Linked DNA regions of Columba livia: region 2 is linked to region 1. The links are chromatin contacts, called in public Hi-C maps. All regions are on one chromosome and are shown on one strand. The core of a region is the stretch at or near the end of the contact, and the rest is flanking DNA. Distances in the headings are between cores, read along the strand shown. Region 1 holds the start of EHBP1 (EH domain binding protein 1). Region 2 overlaps EHBP1 (EH domain binding protein 1).

Region 1 (6,196 bases), core at 988-3,487:
CAATCACAACAATATCAGCTAAGAAAATCAGAGTACAGAACAAAACCAACAGGTCCAAGCTAAGTACGCAGCAAAGCAAGCATTCATCAAAAAAGACAAGCACACAGTGGCTTCTGCAATGGACAGGCAAGAGGAACCAAGGGGAGACAAGAGCAATGCACACACACCCAGCAGTACAAAGTGAACAATATCCTTCCTGTTTCAGCACCAGCAACTTCACCGTTTGTGCAGCAACACAAGCAGCTTCTTACCATTTTTTGGTGCACTCTACCATCAGCTCCTGGTAAGAGGCCACAAACTGGAACTTGGATGCATGTTTCCCAACACGCTGCAGTCTTTTCCAAACTGAAGCCATGATGGTGAGAAATATCAGTCCTCTCACACAGTAGCAACTCTGCAAATATCAATGTGGGTTTAACAGTGTGTGTGCTCAATACGAGCAGATTTATAAACAGACACAGTAAAAACAGCGTGTGAGGAGCTCAATGGGATGTCTACAACTCATATTCTGCCTCTCCCTTCTTCTCGGTAAATCCTAGTCCAGCTGAAAGGCTCATCACCGTCCAGGAGCAGCATGCAATAGGAGCAGAGAGGTAATTGAAAGGAAGTTCTCTCATGGAATCATCATTCCTCACACAGCAGATGATGTGGAGACTGCAGGACTGGAAGACAAATAAGACAGGGGAAGAAATCATTGGTTAATATGCTCCATACTACAGTGCTGCAATTGCACGTGATCTCGTACCTTTCAAATAACTACAATAAGCCACAGAAACCTACCCCCTTCCTGTTGTGCGCGTGTGTCCCCCCCATTTAAATAAATAAATTAGAATGCAGCAGTAATTTCAGGAATGCAAACCACGAGCCTGTTTGGAAACATATCAACATGTCCTTTTATCAGCACCATCATAATTGGCAACAACAACAAAAAAGGGCAGGTCAGGGCCACACCAAATCCTTATGAAGCATCTCCGGGAAGCGATGCAAAGTGGCTGAGGTGCTGCCAATATGCACCCAGAGGGAGGGACACAGGGAGATGAAGACAACTTCTTTGTCTTGATGATAAAAGGTGTAACAGTTGTTTCCTCTCACATACACACCTCCTGCTCCCATTTCTCTTTCCAAGGAAAAGGAACAGCCAAGAAGGAGGCAAGGGAGTGTTACTACTAAAATGCTTACTACTTAAATCCTCCTGGGTGAGGAGAAAGATGAAAGAGGAAGGGGCATTTCCTGAGCCCTGGCTCCCCAGGATTCCCCATCTTCCTCGCAACGTAATATTGAAATGGAAATGCCTCTCCATCCTGAACCGAGAAACCCTCATCAGGGAGCTGAAAAGGGAGAGAAGAAACCCAGACAGGTCTTCTCCCTCCAAAGGAAAGCAGCATCCCTGCTGGGTGCGGCGGAAAACCCTCTTCATTAGGAATAAGGGGAAACCAGAGGTGGCCGCACTTGGCGAGAAGACGGGGTAGGACAGCATCACAGCTGGCCAGGAGGCAACCTGGCTCCAGGAATGTCCCCCTAGAGAGGGCCGTCCCCACGGAGCCCCGGGGCGAGGAGCGGCCCGCTCCGGCTCGCCGGCCCCTGTCACCTCAGCGCCCAGCCCGCCTGAGCAGCGCCCCCCGCCGCCCTCGGCGAAAAGCCATTGGGGTTTTAAAACACCAACGGCGGGGAGCAAAGGAGGGAGAGGCGGCTCGGAAAGGGACGCGGGGCAGCGCGGGTGCACTCACCTGCCCCCGGCTCCCGCTGGGCGAGCGCGGGCGCTGGCACCACACGGCAGGCGAGAGGCAGCGCTGCCGCTGCCCATTACTGCGGCAGCCCCGCTGGCGGCAGCGCCCCACGGCTGTCTCCGTCCTCCTGTAGACTCATGGTGAGCACTGGGCACACAGCGGTTCTCCTCGCCGCACCGGCCGGGCAGCCAGCCCGGGTCCTGCCGCGCCTCACGCCACCACCATCGCCCTCCTGCCGGCGCTGCGCCTCGCCTCAACCCAGTCTGCCGCTCCCCCCGCCCCCTGGCGCAGCCCGCCCCGCCTCGCCATTGGCCCCACCGCGCGCCCTCCGCAACCCACTGGCTGCCGGCCCGTGTCAATCACCTGCTGGCGAAAGGGGCGATCCTCGCGCAACGGGGAAACGGAGGTAGTGAGGGAAGACGGAGCTTGCAGGCCCTCTTCTCCCGCCTCCAACTCAATCTTTTTTTTGATTGGCGGCAGCGCCCGAGGAGGCGGGGTTTCTTGTAAGGAAAAGCTACTCGATAGGTGTACACGGCCGCCCGTCAACGCGAAAGCGTTCGGCGATTGGCGGCGGGGCTTCCTAAAGCCGTGGGGTGGGCGGGGGCCGAGGAGCGGGCTGTCAGGGGAGGGGCGTGGCCCCAGGCAGCAGCGCCCGGGACCCGCCGTCGTCCGCGGGCCGGGGAGCGGCCAGCACGGGCTGCGCCGCCGGGAGGGGCAGCTCCCGCACCGGGAGGAGCGGCCGGGAGAACGGACGGGGGGAAACCGAGGCGGGAGTCTCATACGCCGCCTGTCATGTGGGCGCCGGAGACGGATCGAGACCGCAGGAGTGGAGGAAAAACCACAGTGAGGAACAGTAACGGGGCCGGGGCGGCTCCCGCCGGCCCTGAGGAGGTGTCGGTCAAGCGCCGAGCCTGACCCACATCCTGCAGCGGGTCTGGAGATGCTCTGGAGCCCTCACGGGGATGGGAAGTTTGGTCAAAACGAAATACAAAATTAGGTAACACAGACAGGGTGATATTTCTCTGCCGATTTAACTTGATCTCTAAACTTCACCAAAGCGCTGGGGTTTGGAAGTTCTGCACAGTTTCATGACTCTCCTGCTGCACACCCTGTCACTGGGGTGTCAGAGCCAGGTGAAAGCCCTTGGTTCCAGCACTAAGCTAAAATGAAACGGTGGCTTATTCTGGTGCAGTGAGAAAATGCCACACTGCTTTCTGTTCACCTGCCATCCGCAGCCTCTCCTTGCACCCGTACAGGTACGTTAAGTCTTGGATCCCAAAGTACGATTTACAACAGGTGTCAGGACAACAGGGTTGTGTGAGGTGCTGTAGGAGCTAATCCTCAACCCACTCGCCAGCCCGGTGAGAAACTCGGGCAGCTGTCAAGTGGAAGCACAGGGAAATAAAAAAGATGATGCAGTGAGGTCTGAGAGCAGCTGTAAAATTGCAGTCTTTGCAGTCATCTACGTTTCTTTCCCATGACAAACCAAATGGAGTCCAAGCCTGATCCATGGGCTGGGAAGCTCTGTATCCCAATCTTTTCCTGCTCTCCCCTAAGCTGCCTCTCTCCGTGCTGGTGTACTGCAGAGGCTGACAGCATTCAGCGCCTGGAGTGGGAGGAGAGAAAGAAAGAATGACAGTGTGGATGGCCACAGGCCTAAGCTGAACTAAGTTACTTTGGAGAGGGTGAATATTTGGGCTATTAAAAAGGTCAGCCCTTTGCTTATAATGTGTTAGTCTTCATTCCTTTGCCTTCTCTCAAGACAGATTTACTTATCTGAGCTGCCAGAGGGCATGCATTTTCTACCTATTTGGAGCTGTCCTGGAAGAGGCAGTGATTTTCTTGAAAGCCTTACACTGGGATGTGAAACATGGTTGTAGTACTCATGCAGGTTTTTTTTGAAATTTCCTTTTTTTTCTGAATAGTTTTTAAGTTACAATTTTGCAGGTTTGTCCAAGATTTCTGTCCGAGTTTTACAGCTGATCTGCACACACAGAATAATTCCAATACACTTGAGGGAGACGTTACTGGGTTTTTTTAAGTGCAGATCACCTGGCTAGGATTTGGGAAATGAGGACAGGATTTCCAGAAGACATCAGACTGAGAATGCACACATAAGCTCAATTCTGACTTGGAAAATACCAGATGGAAATCTGGCAGCTGTAAAGTGGATCAAACAAGCTAATTTAAAATTCTGGTGGCCCTGGGAAGATCCTTGGTTCCTCATACCGGGGAAATGTCAAGTAGTCAGTTGTACTGATTTTATTTCAGAAGGTGTCTTTATTCTGTATATATTACCAAGAGTTAATCTGTAAGTTTCTGTGATTTATCTTCTGAATACTATGCAGCATCCAGGCTAACTCCTCAGACATATCTTTGTCCAAAATTGTTTTCCTCAAACTGAGATAGGCACTTTCTGTCCCGTGGAATAAATGCAGAAGGTCTGGTGGTTTGTTCAGTGACTTGTATTTCAAACATCATTATTTATTAACATTTTCCATTTCCTTCATAGCTCTCAGGTTCAAGTTACACCAGGCCTAAGAAGTACACAGTATAAGGCTGCTTTTTCCTTCACTGAGTGGGGAGAAATGTAACACAGACAATTATCCTACAGATTATGTATTATTATTATTATTTATTTATTTTACGTTTCTTAAGACCAGTGACCCTCAGCTCTTGCAATTTTGGGGAAAGCTTTAGGAGACTTCAAAGAGTGTGAGCAATTACTCTGGAAAGAAGGGCAAGATCTTCAGCTGTAGATTGGAAGCCAGAGGCCACTGCAGCTTTCTCAGGTTACTGGCCTGTGTCTCAGACCACACCAATTCAAAAGCAGCTGTAACTTCTGTTGGCAGCTCACAGCCCAAAGGAACCAAGAATTGGTAAAAAAAGGATTAATACGGGCACGGATGAAGAACCCCTGGTCAGAGCACTCTGATGGATCAGGGAGGAAACCCCATGTTGACTTCACTGCCATACTGAAAAGATCTCATGACTTGTCCTGCCAGCCATAAGCCTCATTTATGCCAGTGATCCAGCAGAAACCACAGCTCAACCATGGAGCACGGTTCATGACCTGAGACAAAATCTAAGGAAATAGTCACATTTTTACTTGATCCAATATTATGAGCTTGATGGTGAAAACAAGCAAAGTGAGTTACACCAAAGTGCCCAATACTCACTTTTAAGGTCAATAGCTGAATGAACAACTCTCACATGATTCCGAGAAGGGTCCAAGGGTCCTCATGATTATGAACAAGATGATGCATCATGTTATATACAACTTCAAAGACCTCCTCTTCCGCAAGCAGGAAAAATAGCCATGTGATGAACTGGCAGATACTGTTTACTTTTTAAAGATACATAATATGTGTACTGCAATCTATTTAAACCCTATTACTGAGAAAACTCCCGCCTCCCTTTTCTGAGGAAGAACAGCTGTGGAAGTGTGTTTGTGTATATTTGAGCATGCCCTTATCTCTGTCATTCTGGAAATGGCACGGAGCTGGGTGCTGAGAGCTGCTTGAACTGGGAAGTTAATGGGACCGACCAGGGAGTCCCCAGAGCAACGTAATCTGGTTCTTTATAAGCAGCTGGTTCCACCAAGGACACCCTTACTATCCAATAATGCAGGCTTATGCTCTGTGGCTCCTCTTCCCCACCCCCCCACCACAGTGACACTAAAACATCCAGCCTCCCTCGCCATCTCCATAGAAATCCCAATGTTTCTCTTTTTCTGGATTTTGACTCCTGCTCCCTGGCTTTGGCCTAATGGTTGTAGATTGCAAGGCTCCCACTCCAAGTGGGAAGGTGATCTATGCTCTGTTGTTGTTATTGCCGGTTAAGCTTTATAGCTGTACAGCTTCTCCCTTATCCTTCAATGCCTCGTCATCAGCATGACTAAGGACAAGTTGTTCACCAATAAAGAAATGACCTTTGCTAGAAATAGCTATCATTATAAATCTCAGTTTCCCTGTCATTCTGTATATGAGCCTGTAGAAACGTCACCGAGGAAATCAACTAATTGGATTATGTCAAATTTGCAGAAGTGTTCAGCTTTTTGAGGCAATGGGCTATGCACACACCATTACCCTCACCTTCTACATTTTAAACTTTCTTATATTTCTAGATCACATCAGAAGACTGATCCTGTATTAATGAAAGGAGTGGAGAACTTGCACTGACCTCAGTAGGTCTGCGTAAAAGTACCATCCTGGTCCCCAATACATGTCACTAACTGATGCGTGACACCATAAAATTCAGCTCTGTAACAAGTAATGCTCACTAATTTCTATGGCAACATGCTTGTCTGCTCTTGTTCTTTGCCTCTTCACATCCCAACAATAATTTAAAAATATATTTACATAACAAATCATAAATATGTGTGCAGAAACAAAATATTTTTTTTAATCTTCTCTTCTTATTTTGTTTCTTGTTTGTTGCCATAAAAAATCCACTCAGCTGTCTTTTCA
Region 2 (6,196 bases), core at 1,684-4,183, 45 kb before region 1:
ATCAATGTAAAGCATGGCAAAGGAAGAAGTTAAACTTTCAGAATAGATGAAACTTTTTATGTAATTAGCACTTCAGCATCTGGATGGGCAGGAACTAGTGAAAGGAAGCTGGATCAATACATCCATTTGATGCTTTTCCCCACATGACTGCAGAGCATTATGAAATTTTACCCGCAGCCCAGAATTCAGTGAAATTAAGCAAAAAGTTTATTTATTTGCAGTGAAAGTTTTCTAAATGAAGGTTACAGTCTCTTCAATACTTAGCTCTGCTTGCCTAAGAGTTACAAATATATTGTTGGAAACAAGCTAACACCCAAAATAGGGATGTGCAGATAATGCAAAATGTCTCATCTGTTGACTGATCACAGGCACTTTGCTAGCCAGCTCTCAAGTGTCCACTGGTGACTACTGGAGAGGATATTCTTAACATTCTCACCGGCACTTGAAACCTTGACTTACCTCCTAATCCTACCAGCAACACATTTCAACAGCCACTTACAAATGCACAGCCACTACTGTGTGAATCATTTCCTAAAACACGTCGCTGTCTGTTCTGGAGCCTGCTCTTTCCTCTTTCTGCACTTCTATTTCAAACAGCACCACCGCTCTAATTTGTTATCTGTGATTGCTACAAAGCTCTGTCAGGGCAACCTTCTCCCATCAGTGGGCTATGCCAGCATGGACATGGAGCCAGCAGCTTCCTTTCAGTTCTCGAGTTGTAACGAAAGAGGACAACTACTGTTTGTTAAACAGCACAGCTGCGCTGAGTGTACTTACTGCAAAGTGCCAAACGCTCAGCAGCCACTCTTTCACAGGGGAGTGGCTCCTAAAGCAGCTTTACAGACCTGCAAGATGAGCTGTCTCTTTGTCTGAGCTTTATTGCTTTCAGCTTTTTGCCTCCTTCCTTCCAGAGGAAGGGAGGATATAAACACCTGACTTCTAAGTCAGCCCCCAAAAAGGCTGCTGTAGTGTGCTATTGCAGGCTTCCCTCCCCACTACTCTAGCACTAACCAGCCGATACATCAGCTATGCAAAACAGAACATAGCCAGTTCTTTTGACCGCTTTTTCCCAGAACATACCACCTAGAGAAATGCCAGCTCTCCAGGTGTCAGGGCAGATCCCACAGTACAGCTGACATGTTGCTGTAGCACTGAGCCAGCAGAGCTGTGAGAGGACAGGGCACAGCCTCAACTGTGCTAACCCCACATTCTGCCTGCAATCGCCTGTCCCTCCAATCCATCCAGGCAGACTGCTGGGCTCACACAGACACAGTGCTCCCCGTGCATTACCCAGCTTGCTCAAAAAGCACTGCTCTGTATCACACCTGTGCAGCCTTGCGGAAAAAAAGGTGGGTTTGGCCACTTACAGACACTTGTTGGAGGAGCTAGAGGATCAGTTAGCGCAGATTTACATAAGCGGTGCCTGACAACATGCCACTTCTTTGTGTAATATCGATATTTTGATTATAAAAGCCAGTGCTTGTTCCCCCAGAGATCAGTGTGTACAGATCCCAGAAGATACAGCCTCTGGGGTTATTCACACTTGTACCTCTCCTCCCAGACCAACCCTCACATTGGTCAGGCTCATTTTTGGAGAGAAGAGCAGAGTCACAGTGCTGGGTAAAATTAAGGCTGTATTAGTACCTATCACCGGCTCCAGAGGCCTTTCTCTCTCCTCACTATCTGGTCTGAACCCTCACACTCACTTTCAGTGGCACAACTACAAGTTTCTTGTGCTGTACTACAAAATATGGCCCTGACATGGTGCAGGTAGGATTAAAAAGGTAGCATGGGATGGCAGGAGAAGGGTGGGAGATGCTTTTACTCCAAAGCCACAGCAAAGAGCTGCACCCAAAAAACCCCTTAATTTCCCATTCTTCATGTAACATGTCACCGCATATACAATCAAGAATTCAGTATATTTCTGCTTCATTTTAAATGTCTAAAATATTAAGTAACATTTACTGTGCTACATAACCATATGCAGATTATACAGACACACAGTGTAGTCACGTAATTGTGTTAAACTTCTTAATTCAAGTAGAGGGCCTTGAAGCATGCAAAAGCAAACAATTTTTGCTACTGAACTTCTGAACCTCAGTAGAAGGCCCCATGGTCTGCTAAGGAGAGAGAAAAATTTATGATAGTTAGCATCACTGGCGACTTGGGAAATTTCTGCTCATTGGTGATCCCAAGGATGACAACAACAACAACAAAAAAAAACAAGAAAAAAAAAAACCCAACACCTCCTCTTTTTACTTAATAAATCAAGAATCAAATAGTAAATTCACATTCTAAGGCTAATAAGAAGTCACTTCTAAGGAGTTATTCATGGAAGTCCCCAACACAAATGTAAATATTACTAATGAGAAAAAAAGTATGTTACTGTTGCCCTAAGCAATTATAAATAAAAACAAATGAAGTGTAGCTGAAGACACAAGAGTAAAGAACAAGAAATAACCAATGGAATGAAAATCTCAGAAATTTTCAGCCTCCCGGGCAGCCTCCTACACTGTCACACATGTAAAGCTGCATTGTTTCTGTTTACGCAGAAAGGGCTTTGCCCTGTGATATTTGGTCAGGAAGTTCTAGCATAACCACCAGTGCCTCCTTCTGCTTCGTAGCCACACAAATAAGCTTATTTTTTCATAGAGCAAACTCAGTCCCCAAAAAAATCCCTCCTCCATAAATCTTATAATTCCCTGTGCCATTCAAACGCTCCACAACCACTCCTACGACTGCAATCACATAAATACTGTGATGTTCGGTGTGGCATATTAAATACTGTGAAACTAAGAGCTGGATTCTGTTTGCTAGTCAATAGCATAAGAAATGGGGTCACTGCACTGCAACTGAACAAGGAAGTCTAGAAATGACTGTTCTGACAACTTCTGGCTTACAGTATTTAAAGAAAACCAACCAGACTGTAACACATGCCAAGCACTTACACACGTACTACGTGCGTAGTTACACATGTACTAAATTCTACGCCAACGACTCGCTATAATCAGCTCAACAGGATTTTTCAGTGTGTTAACTAAACTACAGAAGTACGTGCTCTGGCAGGGCACAGACCATCCTTCTCTCCAGGATTTAAGCTGGGGAAATAAGGTCGGGCAGTTAGTGACTTAACACAGCAAGGTTAGGCCTTCATAATTACAATCTGACATTTCCAAACACTTTTCATATGCTGTTTAAGAAATAGGAAAGATTATGCTTTAAAAAACAAACAAACCCATACCTTAAAGAGTGTCACAGTAATCTCAACATTTTCAGGAACAGGCCATACCACCACCCCACGGTATGGGTTCTTGATTCCAGGCTGCCAACTATGAGCCTAAAGGAAAAAAAGAAACAGTTGTCTTAAAGCCATTATAATAAGTGCTGATTCAACTCCCATGTAGGTAGAAATAACATGTTACTGACTCAAAAAAGGCAGTGTTCTTAAAGCTATGACTCTACTGAACACTATAAAAGACATTATTAAGAATGATAGTGAGAAAACTCAGACTATTAGCAGGCTTGCTTTTTTTTTTTTCCCCCTACTGAATGAAATATGTTCCTCACAAGGTCCCAAGGCCTATTTTCTAACGTACATAGCACAGGTCAGGACACTCAGAGACCTGCAAAAAATTAAGGCCTTACGGCCAGAGCTTCTGTAGCAAGATGAGCTTTATTTTGTTTTTATCCAAATGAAGGAATACATTTATTTAAAGAACACGAATACAGCACATAGTGCAGGCTTAACCACGTTTAGACCTAAATAGAGAAGAAAAGAAGAAAAAAAAATAAAATCAAACCACAAAGCCAAATACAGCGATTTATAATACATCTTAAATGCTACTAAAACATTTAAATTCTTAAGGATTAATATGCTGTGATACCTACACCTAGAAAAGATAATGAAAAACACAATTGTAAAATAGACTGAGAACCAATTTGGACTGATGTACAGTATGTATTTAGATTTTAACAGATAGTCCCGAAAAATGACTTGTGTGAGTGTTTTTGTTTTGGAATAAGTATGTTTTTTCTAAGCTCAACTTAATCCATTTTATGATGTTGTGGAGGAGGGATTCTGATGCACTAGTGACTGCTGAGGAGCAGGGGTGTTATTATAAATATGTGGAAATTTTATCAGGAAAGAATGTACCATCTACTTACTGTTATCTGAAGCAAATTAACTGGGCTTTTTTTTTTTTTTTTTAATTCTACAGCATCACTCACTGCAGTTTTATACTCCTTCCAGCACTCACAACTTCAGATTAAGACTGCCTATTAGAACAAATTTTTACTATAATAAGGTTAGTAGGACTTGTGCCTCAAGTTCTCAGGTACCCTAAGGTAACCTGGGCAACTTTAAACATGACTTTGCTATACCGAAGTGAGAAAAACAAAGATGGTGAAACAGTCCCATTCAGACTCACAGAGGCAATAACTCTCTGTACTGTGAGCAGTGTGTGCTCCAGGTGTCAGGCTCAGATCGGGCAGCCCCGTCACACATACCCGTTGCTTCCTGAACCCTCTCACATTCAGCTGGGCTTTCAGAGCCCACAGCATCACGGGTACCTCCACTGGATTCACTCTTGCCCTAATCCCTCAATCCTCACAAAGCAGAGGTCTGCAGATTAGCTACAACTGACAACAACTGCTAAGGCAGCAGGGGCAAGGAGGGGAAGGACAAAAGGGGAGACAGAGGAATTGGGAAGGGATGTGAAGCTGAGGAATGGGGAATCACAGAACGGTTGGGGTTAGAAGGGACCTCTGCAAGTCATCTAGTCCAACCCACCTGCTAAAGCAGGTTCACCAAAGCAGATCACACAGCAATGTGTCCAGGCAGAATCCAGCATCCAGAGATGAAAGCCCCACCTGCCTCTGCAGCTACATGTGCACAGCACGCTCATTTCCATCCCCTTACTTTTATTTTCTTGCTGAACACTGCCAGCTGTCCTGTGGTTTTATCACAACTTCTTCCACCTTTGGTGTTCTGCTTAAAACCCAAGCTCCCAAAGATGCTTAATTAGATTAGAAATTTCAGTAAGTTTCTATGCTTTGTGCTTGCAGAGTAAACTTAAATAACATGACTTGGGGCATCTGAAAAAAAGAATTTTTTAAAAGAGCAGCTTGAAAGAACCCAATTTCTACTATTTTTAATTCCACAAATTTCAGCCTAATCTCATTATTCTAAAGCAGGCCTGGATGAATTTCTGAATAATTGAGTAAACAATGCTGTTTATAGCTTTACCCCACATGTGTATTTTATAAGAAAAAGATGTTTTGTGAACAGCAAAACACACCACAGTAGTTGTCATCCCCACCACAACCATCCAAGCTCCAGCTTCGCGTCTCTCCCCGAAGACCCACACTCCCCCCATCAATCTCAGCTTCTTTGCTGTGGATATTCAGTGAGCACCAGGCAGTGATCCAGAGCCAGGCACAGGCTCACCTTGAGCTTTCCTGTCCTCGTGTAGCACCTTGTCAGATAAATCAACTTCTCCTCCGCAGGGGCACTCAATCCTTTTTCTGGATACCAATTTTCACATAACTAATAGGAGCTCACGGTGTGTCTGGAACCTGCGCTTCCCTGATGGTTTTGGCCAATACTGACAATTACGTCAAACTTTTGGTGTCCAAGGTCCAGGCACTGACAGCCTGCTCAGCTGAGGTTCAGCTTATAAAACAAACTAGAAAATGAGCATTCACTGGTGCAGGCAAAGTTTTACTTCAAGTCCATTATCAGCACTGCCTCCCACCAGGAGAGTTAGAAAGACACAAACACATACTGAGATATATGTGATTTTCTGTCACTGTCACAGGCATGTTACTGCAAGCAACAACCAGGAGACAAGCCCTAGCTAATGAGCTTTTAAAGCAAAGCTGTTCTGTGATCAGCTGAATGTTATTAAATCCTCCTTTGGCTTTGAAAAATAAACACCGTACCACACAAACAGCATGACAGAAAAAGATAACATCAAAACTATGTCTGGGTTCTTTGGAAGGAGAAAGGGAAAGGAGAAAGCAAAAGGGGGAAAACACAGAGAAAGGTCTAACATCTACTATAATAATTAAAAATTAATATGGTGAGTGTTATTCTAAGACAGTATTTCTCACGGCAGGGACCTCTGTTGCAGTTTCTTGAAGTTATATCTGGCCTATATCAAAAAACCTTTTCAACTCACAAATTATAAGCCTGGAC

The links. A called contact is a pair of places that touch in the nucleus more often than the background predicts.
Region 2: a contact with region 1 is called in a Hi-C map of crop, with 1.9 times the contacts expected there. The contact joins the enhancer-like site here to the promoter of EHBP1 in region 1. A contact is called at or near these places in 2 of 2 Hi-C or Micro-C datasets (crop and liver).

Annotation. Positions count from the first base shown.
Region 1 is chr3:111,348,128-111,354,323 of bColLiv1.pat.W.v2, reverse strand. EHBP1 (EH domain binding protein 1) reads right to left here and starts at 2,237. Exons shown (of 23, transcript XM_065059203.1): 1 at 2,091-2,237; 2 at 252-662. The coding sequence starts at 355.
Region 2 is chr3:111,393,863-111,400,058 of bColLiv1.pat.W.v2, reverse strand. It overlaps EHBP1 (EH domain binding protein 1), which reads right to left. Exons shown (of 23, transcript XM_065059203.1): 4 at 3,242-3,337. Among named protein-coding and RNA genes, the nearest start is that of EHBP1, 45 kb to the right of the region's middle. Within about 2 kb of position 2,933, at least 1 of the 3 cell types and tissues checked has an H3K27ac peak away from gene starts, as active enhancers do.